Regions from separate parts of the Anas platyrhynchos genome. Here region 2 is linked to region 1. Evidence: chromatin contacts called from public Hi-C data. All regions are on one chromosome and are shown on one strand. The core of a region is the stretch at or near the end of the contact, and the rest is flanking DNA. Distances in the headings are between cores, read along the strand shown. Region 1 has its middle 9.5 kb from the start of SLCO1A2. Region 2 holds the start of IAPP (islet amyloid polypeptide).

Region 1 (2,934 bases), core at 33-2,532:
AGACACAGAAATGGGGAATTCCCTGAACACTGTTGAAGTACTGTGCAAGTCTTGTAGTTCCTAGCCACCTTGTAACTACACTGTGAATCAACCATGTTGAGATAAAAGTAATAGTTGGGATGGATGTGTACCCAGGTACCTAGCAATGCCTCTGGGCTCAATCAGGATCCACTCAAGGAAAAGACCATGGCTGTTTTCAGTATGCACAATGCAGTGGTATACAGCAAGAACATAAGCCCAAATATATGGGTAATTTGCAATATAACTATAACCTACGCTTTTTTTTTTATTCTTGGATATAATACTTTTCATTCTTATCCCATCGTCTGTGTGGTTAAAGCTTTCTTTCCACCTGAAACATCCTGAAATAGAAATGACATCATTTATCATTGCCCAAGGAAGCACTCTTGACAGTTCTATTTGTTACCTCATTATCAGATCACAGTTGTGTCACTTCACATTAATTGTGCCTATCTGTACCAGCCTGGATTAGTTCTGCAGGGGCAATTTACAGTATCAGGGGTTGTTTTGCTGCTCTGTTGCCAGCTACCGGCTTCTGCTTGTCACCTGCACTGCCCCTGGACAGACTGTGACGTCTGAGGAGAAGGCTGGCTCCAGACAGGTCAAGCACAGAGCCACCTCAGCAAATTGTCTGGTTCGCAATTCAGCTTTGGGAAGTGATATTCTTTCAGGAAAGATTTTTTTTTCCCCATAGCATTATTTTTGTATGTGTGCTTGTCCCTTCCTCTTCTGCTTTCTAGCAATGGCTAAATAGTAAGTGTCACTCTGTCACTTTGTTTCCTGGTGTCCCAAACACTTGGAAATGATGTTCTCAGAACAATACTTCCTCTGAAATATATATATATTTTAAACTAGCCCTTTCAAAGTCAATGGAAATACTTCACTAGTAGGTCAGCAGAGAAGTAATGAACGAGATCTCATGAGAGTGGTCTCACTCACTGGACAGCAGAGGGCACACCATATTTCATAAGTCTCAGCCCTGTGGCATGTCGTACTGTGCAGATAGTCCTGCTAAATTAGCATTGTAGGGATTTTTCCTTCCCTAAGTATTGCAGGCTTTATAGGAACTGCTTTATTGAATGTCATGGAAGTCAGGGTTGGTGTCCACGGAACTAGCAGCAGAAAGTGCTACCTTTTCCTTTGGCAGGACAGTGGTGGCAGCAGCTCCCACGGGGCAGTGCCAGGCAGGGGATGAGTTCATCCAGGGAAGCTGCTAGGGAGCAGCAAGTGGCAGGACTATGGTGCAGGTTCAGGAGCCCAGGTGAAGATAAGGCTGGGCACAGGCACACCTGCAGCATGGTGTAGGCAAGGCTGCAAACCCCGGGCTGAAGTGACATGTGGCACCAAGGCACAGGGTGTGGTCCCAGGGCAGGCCAATAAGGTCTTCTGGTGCTCTCTATTGCCTCCCCACCCATCTGGGTGTACTAGTCTGAGCCATGGAGCTAGGCTGAGGACCCTGAAGCCAGCTGTGGAGAGTGAACTGCATGTCCCATGAAGAGTCCCAGAAGGGTAAGGGGGATTGGAGAGCTGATCAGGGAGCCTGGGATTGGTATGACCTGCAGGCAGGGTTCACCCTCACCCACAGGCACAGCCCTACACAGCTGTCAGCATGGAGAGGCTGCCTAGGGGTAGTGATGAGCCAGGTCCATCCAGGAAGTCCCATCAGGAGACATGACTCTAGCAGAAGTCCAAGATCCATCTAGAAGCCAGGTACAATAAAGTTCATGCCTGAGTATTAATAATAGGACTCCTGGGCAGAGGGTATGGGGGTGTGCAGGCAAAGCCAGTCATGGGAATTAAAGACTAACAGAAATGTTTTTATCAGTACAACTTATCTGCATATTTTACTTCCTTATCAATTCTTCCCAGCTCTTACTCATCTCATGATTCTCCTGGTTATCCACCTTGCATAAAAGTTAGTTTGCTTCTGGGATGCCTTTTGGAGTTAGGCAATGAATTTCTGATGAAATCAAGTCCAGGTGCAGTGTTAGGGGTAGTTTGCTGCAGGGGTTGCTGAACAGTGATATGATCCAACCACCAAATTGTTCTGATGCTTTCTCCCTGCCAAGTGTAGCATCAACCCAGGAGGCTACTGGTAGTTTAGAGCAGTCAGAGATGCCCCTTCATCCCCCTACCTGCGGACCGGGATTTTTATCCTCTGTTTTTATCCTTCCAGGTCTGGAAGAAATGATAAATAATATGTAAGTTAATTTTGTGGATAATGCTAAATCAGGTGCTTCAAATCTCTTGCTTCCACAGATCAGTTTTATTTGCCCATCCTAGCAATATTTCTAAAGCTGGTTCCAAATGGTCTTCTGTTGATGTGGCCAGGAACCTTAGCATATCAACAGAATTTACATAAAATCTTCAACAGTGATTTAGTCATGTACGTGTAATTCTCCCCAGGAGATTTTCATTTACTATAAAGATTTAACTTTTATTTTTTTTTCAAGCTTTATTATTTTCCCTGGCTTGTTTTGGAGGCACAAGGTAAGGAAAAAAAAAATATCCATACCACATGTTAACTGTTTTTAAAAGAATAGTTTAAAAAAACATAGCTTTTGATTCTTTCTTGCAAGCCCATGACGTTGCCAGTGGTTCTGATAGTAATAAGTTTTGATAGCTAAAACAAATAACATTTGCTCACATTTAACTTTACAGTTCCCTTATTGTAGTCTTGTCATGGAGCTAAACTTGTTTGTTGATAAATGAAACCATCAGAACAGACACAGAAAGTTCTGTGTACTGCTTTATTTTTTTTATCATTTCTCCAGGGGTTTATGGTGAAAAACTGCAGTGCATATTATACGTTAGATTTCTTCTCTGCTCTGCTATCACAGATAACTTGCGGTTACCAATTTCATTCAGTACATAATTTCTAGGTAGTATTTTAAAACTCTGAAATCTTAAACG
Region 2 (3,141 bases), core at 24-2,523, 38 kb after region 1:
TTCATAAATGGTCATAAACTGCCATTTGTGTGGGCAGTGTCTTCTCTCATCACCTTTAGCTGTTTTATTAAGAGAAGTAAGGATGATCACATGGAGTTAAGGCAGCTTTATACTCAGCCATCTTCTAACTCTGTTCAGTATTACCTTTTCATAGTACTGTCTTCTGTGAACACAAAACAGTATTGGACAGAACCGGGACCACTGCCTTTGTATTTTCTTCTTCTTTTGTCACATTTTTTTTTTTTTATTATTATTTTTTAATTTTCCAGTTTTCCCAAAGCAGCAATATAAAAATGGGGAAAATATAAAATGCAAGAAAAACCTCAAAATATCTTATTGGGAAATAATACTTTACCTCAGATTTTAGTTTTAGGAAATCAAAGCTGGAAGCAGAATTTCTAATTTTATTTAAATTGTATAAGCAAAATCTCAGTACAGCCATCATGTGTGATTTTTTGGAGATCATCATGAAGAAAGGACAGAAAGCAGGGCTATAGTTCTTGTGAAATATATGTTTTCTGAGGGATTATGAGAATTTTCTCATACTAGAAACACATGCTAACAGATTTTTACTTGAGAAATTTTCTAGTGTGTGAGAACTGAGAAGACATGCTCTCAATAATTTACTATTGTGTATTTTTGTTCTAAGAAAAACAAAAACAAACAACCACCACCACCACCACCAACAACAACAACAAAAAACAGGGAAAAATGCCTCATCTCATGCTCTGGTGCAGCACTGAGCAGGGTGGGGTTCTCAGCCACCAGTGGTCTGTAAGCCATCAACAGGTGGTCTGCAGAATGACCATAAAAATTAACTGTTTAAGGTCTAGATAGCCTCAAAGCTAGTTATATTAGTGATATTTCAAATTAAAATGTTTTTCAGTACAGTATTGTACTTCTAAGTATGTGAGACCTTGCTGGTCTGCTAATTCTCCACTTACAGCTGCCTAACCTTGAAAGGTGTATGTTAATTTGGAAGGATTTTTCAGGAAAGCTTTGTGCTCCTCCAGCTAGAAGAAAGCATAGAAACACTGTCCTAGGAGGTTGTGCTCAAAGCCAGGAGTTCAATAATACCAATCCCACACTCACCACATTTTGTAGACTTTGCATGTGGGGTTTTCATGTGCATATGTAGTTACTCTTGTGAGGGAGGCAAACATAAATGTCCTCAAAAGGCTTAAGGTCACAGATGAAACCTGCTTCAGCACCAATAGTCAAATAACTCAAATGTCTCTCTGATGGTTCCCACATCTGGTGTCTACCTGGTTTGATTGCAGTCACTTGACCTGTTTTTCACAATAGCATTTCACTTGGTCAAACTACTCTTTGGTTTTGTAACATCCAGTAATCAGTAACTACCAGCACTCAGCCTGCAGTACAGCCACAATGTGACCATGGGCCGTGTGACCATGGGCAGTTTTCCAATCTTTCTCTTCTTCATGGTGAACCATCATGACTCAACAACAGTCCCAAAAGATAGGATGCCCATAGTAAATATAGAAGTACCTAATTATCAGGATTTTTGCCTTGTTCTAGAATTAACAACATGCAAGTTATTCAGCATATATTTAAACTTACATAGAAAAAAAGATTCAGAAAGGCTGTTATACTACAAAAAACACTGAAGACCTGCAGATGGAGATGTCGGAAAGAGTGAGGTTATGTCACTGTGCTTCAGAGGCAAGTACTTTATAAAGACTGGAAAGGGCTATACTTTCTTCCAAATAGTTCCAAGACAGCCAAAAGAAGCCAATGATTATGCTTGTGCTGCATTCCATCTAGCAACTCAGGGCTTAAACATCCTCTCAAAATGTGAGAAACACAGACTTGTTCCTGTTTTTCAGTCTGACTTCGTGTCACCCTTTGCTTGAACACTGCCTAAACCTGTAAATATACACAATTCTGTACACTTTTTAAGCCTGTTTTTCATATCTGAATGAGTTCACTAACATGTGCATCTGGAACTGGCAAAAGCAAAAAATCTGCAATTAAGTATACTTGGGTTAATTTTTAACAATTTAGAATAAAGGTCAAAGTTTAAGTGTATGATATCAGTCATTTCTTCTGAAAACCTTTTCAAAACTGTAAGTATATAATTGTTTTACCCTGAGAATCTTTTCCTTTGTTGCAATCCAACATTAGTATATTTGCATTTGAGTAACAGTTTGAACTGTGTTTAGTAAAACATGATTTTAAAGTACTTTTTGCAACTAGAAAGATAAGTTAGTTAAAAGTTCTGACAGACACTATATTTGCTAATAATTAGTTACCTTGTGACTTTTAATCCTTTTTGTAAACAAAACATGGACTTAGCAGTTTACTCATATGTAAACTGAGCCAAATGGAAGATGCATTTTAAACTGGAAATAAGATGTTCCCTTGGGACTTAGGGAAGGCAATTTGCAGAATATTGCTTCCTAGAATTTTAAATCCAGATATTTGTATATCTTTTGTTCTACTTTTTGTTTATTAATTGTTAATTAATGTGATATTTATTAATTAATATTAATAAGTGGTTTAAACCTTTAATTTATTTATAGATATGTGTAGGACAAAGACGTCCAAACACCCATCTCTCAGGTGTAGCCTGTTTGCTGTTACCAGCCACACAGAATATGTCTGCTCTGATCCATACAGGATATATGTGTTCTTTACCCTCCCCCCCTCCTTTTTTTTTTTTTTTTTTTTTTAGCCTAAATTGCGAGTCCTTTATGCATCTAGTTCATAACTGTAGCTTGTACCTAAACTGTCCACATGATGCTCTTTCACTCTTTATGCACTTTTAAATTGTGGTGTTTCTGTGAACTAACTCTTTTGCCTGCCATAAATGCATTCCAAACTCAGAGCAGAAGTGGAAAGAGTAAGATCTTGTAAAGAGGGATTGTAGGAGGGATTTTATTAACCTCTTCCTTGAAATTTCAGTGGATATTGCAGGTTTATAAGTAGTATTCAAGCGTAGGTGTTTACATTATAGCTGGCAGGTGAATCAGAACCCAAGAGCAAATGTTGGGATAAATACAATCTCACCTGGCCTGCACAAATTTCCCAAGTGGTTTGTTACAAAGCTTAGTCACATTGTGAATATCCTTGTCGCATAAACTGCATCTCGTCTTGCTGTTGGCTAAAGAGGGATGTTCA

Evidence for each region. A called contact is a pair of places that touch in the nucleus more often than the background predicts.
Region 2: a Hi-C map of skeletal muscle shows a contact between it and region 1, with 5 times the contacts expected there. The contact joins the promoter of IAPP here to the enhancer-like site in region 1. A contact is called at or near these places in 3 of 8 Hi-C or Micro-C datasets (F5 follicle, liver and skeletal muscle).

Annotation. Positions count from the first base shown.
Region 1 is chr1:77,682,324-77,685,257 of IASCAAS_PekinDuck_T2T, forward strand. No RefSeq gene overlaps it. Among named protein-coding and RNA genes, the nearest start is that of SLCO1A2, 9.5 kb to the right of the region's middle. Within about 2 kb of position 1,283, at least 1 of the 8 cell types and tissues checked has an H3K27ac peak or open chromatin away from gene starts, as enhancers often do.
Region 2 is chr1:77,719,888-77,723,028 of IASCAAS_PekinDuck_T2T, forward strand. It overlaps IAPP (islet amyloid polypeptide), which reads right to left and starts at 1,274. Exons shown (of 5, transcript XM_038173009.2): 1 at 1,093-1,274. All of the region lies in intron 1 of SLCO1A2 (solute carrier organic anion transporter family member 1A2), which reads left to right.